2 separate regions of the Gossypium hirsutum genome follow, and region 2 is linked to region 1. A link is a contact called in public Hi-C data. All regions are on one chromosome and are shown on one strand. The core of a region is the stretch at or near the end of the contact, and the rest is flanking DNA. Distances in the headings are between cores, read along the strand shown.

Region 1 (3,955 bases), core at 1,158-3,657:
ACATTTTCAATCTTTCTTTGAATTTTATGTATATATATATATTTTTTTTTAAATTATAATTTCTAGATTTTTTGTAAATTTTATTTATTTTTTATTTTTAAAAAGAAATTGAGGCATTTTCTGAATTTTTTTCTATTTTTATTTTTCTTATATTGTTTTGAATTTTCATTTTTTTATTTTGTGTATCTTTAAAAAAATAAAATATTTTTTAATTCTTTTCCCAAAAAAGTGAAATTTTAGAAACAAATAGAGAAAACATTTAAGGTTATTAAAATGTAATATATATATATTGTTTTTTTCTATATTCTTTTCTACATATTTCTCTTTATTTTGTATTTTATTTATTTAGAAAAAACTATATTTTAAAATTTCTGATTTTTTTATAACTTTCATAACTTTTTTTTCTGATTTTTTAGTTTTTTTAAAATTTTCTCATTTTTTCTATTTTTTGAATTTATTTAAATAAAATAGAAATTGTGCAATGTGACACACTCTCGGGTAAACTACACCATTAGTCACTAAACTATAGAAAAATTTTTATTTTGGTCATTTAACTAAAAAAAGTTACAAATTTAGTCAGTAATATTTTCGATTTTTTTTTGTCACCCGATTGTTAAGTGGCATTTTTTTAATTGGTATAATAATATTGTCCCTTATTATATATAATGATAAAAAACTTGAAATTCTTTCTTAAAAATGTAGAAAATTCTAAAATTAAAAATTATATAAAAGTAGATAATTTTTTCAAAAGTAAATAATGTGAGAGAAAATGAGGAAAATTTATTTTTAAACCCTCCAAATTTTCTCTTTGTATTATATGTATAGAAATATCCAATACCCAATCTTAAAAATTAATATAGAAAAAAATAAAAATATTGAGTGTTGGGTATCGACTCGTATAAACAACAAACAGTAACGAAAAAGAGAAAAGGAAATTGGGCATAGAGATAATTTAAGTGGAAAACTCCTCCGGAGAGGATAAAAACCACGGACAAAAAGAGGCTTCGGGTTTTCACTAAATGAATAAACAAATGAGAGTACAATATGGAGAAAATAAACCTAAATGTACTAAACGTACAAACCCAAACCCCAAATAAAAAACATTAACTTGGGAATAGAATTCTCTCCATAATTACCACGAAACTGTCACCGAAGCTCATATGCGGTTACATCTTGTCGCCCTTAAAGAAAAATCTTTACTGATTGGCATGTTTGAACCCAGGTTACGAAGGCCCTTTGAATAGACTAAGATTAGAGGGTTAATCATACTAAAATAACCCTGAAATAATTAGAGTCTAATTGAGAGAAGAAGTCCTACTTGGAGTATAAAATGCGACTACTTTAGGTAAGATATTGACGCAACATCATGACTCTCCTCGTCATGGTGTCGCCCTGCTCTTGCCTTAAGAGATTGTCGCCTCATCTCAACAACTCTCGTCATGACATCGTCCCTTGCTCATCGTGTTGTCATAACGTCATATATATCTCCTCATTATGACATCGTGCATCTGTCTCCGATAAGCAATATTATTGGCTCTCCAATTTTTACTTCTTTTGTCTCTTACATAGCTTTTTTTCATTATAAGAAAAAAAAAGAATATAATTTGTTTTTACAATTTGGGTTTTGAATGAATTGGAAATTTGAATTGAGTTAAAAAAGAAATTATGTGGTATATTTTGTAATTTTTTTCTTAAAAAATGGCACTAAGTCGATTTTACAAGCTTCTGTAATATCAATTCAGGATGTTCTTCAAGGGCATAGAACTCAACTTGAAAATGTTACTAATTTGATTTCGAGGAACACTAAATAAGCATGTAATGATCTATCTTTTGTTTTGTTTTGTATTATTTTTAATTTGTCATTGGATTCTATTGAATGATAATTTTCTTTGTTTCCCATACATATTAGTTCTTCAACAAAAACATATCAGAGAATTTATTTTTATAGAATTTTTTATATGATTTTCTATTTTTAAAATGATTTTGACTTTTTAAAATAATTTTTATATAGAATTAGAATCAAATCGACAGAAAATACAAAAGCTAAGGACTAAAATTGTTATTATACCAACTAAAAAAATGTCACTTAATAGTCAAGTGATGGAAAAAAAAATCGAAACCGTTCGTTACCAAATTGTAACTTTTTTAGTTAAGTGATTAATAGTGTAGTTTATCTTTTTTTTTGCAATAGAAATAATAAAAATCGGCCTTTAAGATATCGGGTATAAAATTTGAAAACTTCAAGCATCAAATTGATATAAAAAAGAATATTTAGGTATCAAAGTGATAATTGGATGTGTAAATAATGCATTAACCCTTTCCCTAGTTTATTTACTAAAAAAATTAAATTATCACTCATGAAAAAACATATATATAAATAAATATCCCACATGATATAACCGTTAAAGGTTCAAATTTCAAAAACCCTATCAATAAAAATATGTCCGTTAGATCTCATTTAACACTATTAACCACAATTTTCAAAGAGAAATTACCTAAAGAGACAAAAAGAAGCAATGAAACACCACCAGCTGAGTTCGTCATCTTCTTCAATGAAATCGACCACCATTACCATGGAAGATGATGTCCGTACCGAAACCCGAGACAGCTGCTACTTCCCTGGTTGCAGAAAAGACGCCAATTGCAAGTGCGAAATCTGTTTGGCCAGCATCAATGCCACTCTCGATCTCATGCCCCTCAGCGTTCAGAAGAGTTCATTCACTAAACTCTCTGCTTCCAAGCCTAAATACGCAAACCACTCTCCCATCTCTTTCGATCCTTCCATTACATCCACATCGAGTTCTTGTTGCTTGGTGGAATCTCCGGCTCTTAAATCAACTGCCAGATTAAACTTGAGAGAAAACAAGGAGAAAAAGAAGAAGAAAGAGGAGGGGAAAAAAGGTGGTTTCCAAAGTGTATTTTGGAAGTTATTAATGGGTTTGAATTTGGTTTTCGTAATGGAGGTTGGGTTTTCTTGGGGTGTAGGTGGGTTTTTGAAGCCTGTTTTGACAAGCGATGTTGCGAGAAGCATTGGTGAAAGGGCTTCAATTATGCAAGATTTGAATGGAAAATTGAGGTTCTTGCAAAATGAGTTGAAAGGATTTCATAATCTCAAGGTTTCTAATTGCAGCAATACGGATTCCGTATGGGAAATTGATCAGGTTCAAACTTTTTTCTTTTAATTCTCCCCAAGTTCTGTGCTTAAAACCTATGGCCTATTACTGTTACTCGAGGGCATCTTCTACATATTTGAGGGTGTAATTACTTGTTACCATTTTTATCTCTGTCCAACACAAATATTTTAATGAAGATTGAAAAACCGTGATAACTTTTGGAGTAATAATTGCAGGGTAGTTTGCTTCTAAATTCGCGTTGTTTGTTGTATAAATCGGCAATGGAAGAGGTCAAGATTTGGGGGTGGCCTTTGCAAACTGCTGGATTGCTTACTACTGGGTTTTCTTCCAAATCATTTACTATCTTATCTGGCAGAGTAACTGAAGTAAATGACAATCTACTTATCCTTGTTTTTCTTTTTGATTAATATAAAAAGGACCCTTAGGATCAATTTGATTGTCATTGCTGCTGCCTGTTTTGGATTTGCTAGTGCTGATGTTATCATAAATTTTCTTCTTTTTTTTTTAAAAAATTTTGCAGTGGTCCTATGGAAGGAATGGATTTATTACAACAAGAAAGGCAAATGCATCATGGGTACAAAGCAAATGGGGTGCCTCCGTAATACAAATGGATCCCAACACATGGATCTTTGAGTATCGAAGGAGCTGGATATTGGACAACCCCAGATTAATTTCAGCAACACTGCTGGAGCTGTTGAAAGATAGGTTGACAAAAATGGTGAAAAAGATGAGTGAAGAATTTTTGCTCTTCTTTGTTTTTGATATCCAATTCATTGAATTTTCGAGAAATGAAGATCAACTTATGATCCCAACTTGAAAGA
Region 2 (3,713 bases), core at 80-2,579, 260 kb before region 1:
ATTATCACAGTTTGTAGTACCATAATTACAATCCAGCAGCTTGCACTGGCTCTTTGAAGCTAAGCATTGATCAATAATCTTGCCCCGGATCGAGTTCTGATATTCAGGCCTAGGGGCACCAGCAAAGGAGAAAAGATACTGCCGGTTTTGCCTTCTTATTCGATCCTGCCACCGGAAAATCTCACTGTCCTTTGAAGGATGGAAACATGTTGGATATGGAATTGCATAATCATTGTTCCAGGAGCTCGATTCGATAGACAACATCGACATGTTCTTGGATTCAGGCAAGAACCGAAGCTTGCTGCCCCAATCGGTTTCGTTATCGCTTTGTCTTCGGAAATCCCAAGCAATCCTCCCAGCAACTAAGAAATGATCCCTACCCCACATTCTTTTCCATTCAGGCTTCTCTGATAGCCACTTAACAAGGCCAAGAGATGCAGAATCTCTCACAGTAGTGTTGAAACCCCATAGATACAAGCTCATATCAAGACCAGCATAAAAGGGTACGTAAATAGCCGATGCAATCGACGAGTCATTGGTTAAACATTCATACCTTTTCATCTTATTGTGAAAGATGACTTCCAACAAGAACTGATTCGTTAAAAACCAGCTATTGTTTATCAAAACATCTTCAGGGTTCTCAATTTCAGGACCAAAACCCAAGTTGTCCAAGTATGGACACATGTTTTTATCAGTTCCCCTAGTGAGCAATCGACAATTGTTAACCAAATCCTCATTAAATCTACTGGGAAGATCATGAACAAATATATATCTCCCCACACAAGAATCGATCTCAGTTCCCACTTTCAAATCTCCCTTTTCATCAGTTTTGGGCAATGGATAGACGCTAGCATTGGTAATTTCAGTGAAATCATGAGGTAAAGAACTTTGGGTATTGATTACGTTTCCATGATTATCATCCAAAACAGTGACGAGGGCAGATTTTTTAGCAGTAAAACCAGAGTAATCAAAGGAAAATAGCTCAATACAGAAAACGAAAAAGACAAGTAAGACAAACCAGGGCTGATGGTTGCAGCATTTTGAAGTGATGGGGTTTTCCATCTTCGGTAAACAGGCTTTACTTTCTTTCCTCTGAAACTGCTTGGAAACTAGAGCTGGAAACAGGGAGGAAATTGGGGAATGCTTTGAGAAGTCCAGTAAAAAGAAAAGAAAAGAAAGCAAGTGAGAAGCAGTGGATTGTTTAGTGAAGAGCTTGTTTCCTTGATCTGGGGCTTGAGGGAGGGGGGAGATGCTTGATTTATGGTGAAACTGAAAGGGAACCCATTGACATTAAATGCTCGCATTGGTCGTTGGACAAAGGGAGCTTCCACGTCTGGATTCGTGCCCAAAAGTATGGACTGGTGGCGCGACCGCCCGGTCCGTTACTTTGTCGGGTGGGCCACCACTCTTTTGTTTTCTCTCACCGTATCTTCAAAGGGTATTGCAATGATAATGAATTAGACGGTTAAACCCTTGAATGATTTTTTCATGCATTTATATTTGGTTAAAACATGACTTTAGTCCCTGCACTTTTTAAAAATTAGTAATTTAGTCCTTATACTTCTATTTTCAGGAATTTAGTCTCTATACTTTTCATATTTCAAAATTTAGGTTGAATTGTTAATACTGTTAATTTTTTTGTTAAATTCAGGTTAATTAAAATAATTTTTTTAATTACATGGCTACCAAGTGAGTAGTTTTTTTTTATTTCAAAATGTCACAACAACCAATTTAACAAAAAAAAAACTAACAATGTTAATAGTTGGATCTAAATTTTGAAATATGAAAAGTAGAGGGACTAAATTTCTAGAAATACAAGTACAATGACTAAATTTCTAATTTTCGAAAAGTATAAGGATTATATCACATTTTAACCTTTATATTTTGATTAGCGATTTTCTTTTCAACCTAGTTCTAAAGGTGGGGTGGTTCACATTGTAAAAGATGTTGAGGTTGCATTTGAGTATAGGTTATGTGCATGCTCTTCTCTCTTGATTTTCGAAGAGGTGGCATTTATAGGTCAATGAAGACTTGAGGTGAGTCCCATTTGCAACAACCCAATTTTCGTTGTTGTTGGACATGTCAATTTTAAAATTGAATTTGTTAAGTCGATTTGTCCGAAAAGTTAAACTAAAAAGTCCACAAGTTGAATATGAGATTGAAAAGTGGGAGAGATAAAATAAGAAAAGGGCTTAGTTTATTTTATTTTTCTTCTTTTCCAAAGAAATAGAATAATTTTTGTTTCTTCTTCATTTTCAGTTCAAAATTCACAAGGTAAACATGTTATTTTTGTTGAATTTTTTATGGATTCATAGTCATCCAAGCTTAATTTAACTAACCCAAGTGTTAGTTTTTCCTATTATTAAGTTATATTCTAGCTACCATTGTTGAGTGTCAGTGAATTTGGAACTTGAAATCATGATATACTTAGTGGTATAAGCTTAGATTATGTTAAGACCATGTTAGTGTCATGGGTCGCAGTTCAAAGCCCATGACCATCGCACCAAATGCATCTAATGGAGGCCTATTGTGTAGATGGGGATCATTTGGCCAGCAAGAACTGGCCCAATTCGGTAAGCTGTTGGAGAAGCCTGTCAGATTGAAGCTTGGTTGGCCCGATAATAAAGATTTGGCAACTTAGGTTATTTTGGTAACTAATCTTAAAAGATTGATAGAATCATATCTTGTAAAGATTAATTACATTTGATATGACATATCTTGTAAATCCCTAAAATTAAAAGATATAGTTATTCTCATCTGTCGATGTAAATGTATCTTGACCGTCAGTTTTTGGGGAGCTCAACTATAAATAGAGAGCCCCCCATTTGTACTTACTCCATTCATTGTTTCATTATTCTTTGTGAATAAGAGAATATTGAGAGCAATTACTCAAACACCTTGTGTGCGTTCTTTCTGTTGTTCTTTGTTGCTTCTTTTGGCATAAATCGCTTCCGCTATACAAATTAGTGCCTTGAAGGACTTCTAAAAGAAGTCTGACTTGAGTAAAAGCTGACTTAGGTGAGTTTGGACGAACAGATCGCCTAAGGTCACACGGATCGCGAGACGAAAGATCTAGCCCCATGACCACTGGTATCCGAGCTATTGGTTCGAAGGCACCGTTGGGATGTCGAAAGAAGAGTTCGAACAAATATGGGCCAAAAGATCAGTCCTTTTGAGGGAGATGCTGTCGAAAGTAGAGAAACATGTGGGTAAACTCGAGGGATCCATGGAGGACGTAAATGAGTCACTTGATGGGGTCAAGAATCATATAGACAACTAGAAGGAGTAGTTTAGAGATTATGTAAAGATGTCTCTTGATTCCACCATGGATAAGGTAAACGAGTTGTTTAATTCACACAGAGATAAGCTGATGGAGAGGAACGATGCTCTCGAGGCTATAGTGATGGCTTTGAATGAGGAAACAATGACCACGACAATGGCTCTAAACACAAGAATAGAAGAGCTCGAGGGAAAGTTGGCCTTGTGTCAAGCAACCGTGGGGGAAGGAATGCTGAATGCAGCACTCAGTAACGAGGATGTCTCCAAGCCGAAAGAGTTTGTGAGGACAAGGTCTACATACGATGTTGACAATTTCTTATGGAGGATAGAAAACTACTTCTGTGCCAAAGGCATTACGGATGACGTGGTTAAGGTAAATATTGTTTCAATGTTTCTTACTAATATTAAGTTTTTTATGGTGGCGAGTTAGGACC

Evidence for each region. A called contact is a pair of places that touch in the nucleus more often than the background predicts.
Region 2: a contact with region 1 is called in a Hi-C map of leaf, with 2.8 times the contacts expected there. The contact joins the promoter of LOC107914749 here to the promoter of LOC107914753 in region 1. A contact is called at or near these places in 18 of 34 Hi-C or Micro-C datasets (anther, callus, hypocotyl and 3 more).

Annotation. Positions count from the first base shown.
Region 1 is chrD10:26,167,295-26,171,249 of Gossypium_hirsutum_v2.1, reverse strand. It overlaps LOC107914753, which reads left to right and starts at 2,407. Exons shown (of 3, transcript XM_016843776.2): 1 at 2,407-3,161; 2 at 3,350-3,499; 3 at 3,655-3,955. The coding sequence starts at 2,517. The coding sequence ends at 3,951.
Region 2 is chrD10:26,422,651-26,426,363 of Gossypium_hirsutum_v2.1, reverse strand. LOC107914749 (probable xyloglucan galactosyltransferase GT14) reads right to left here and starts at 1,329. Exons shown (of 1, transcript XM_016843766.2): 1 at 1-1,329. The coding sequence starts at 1,062.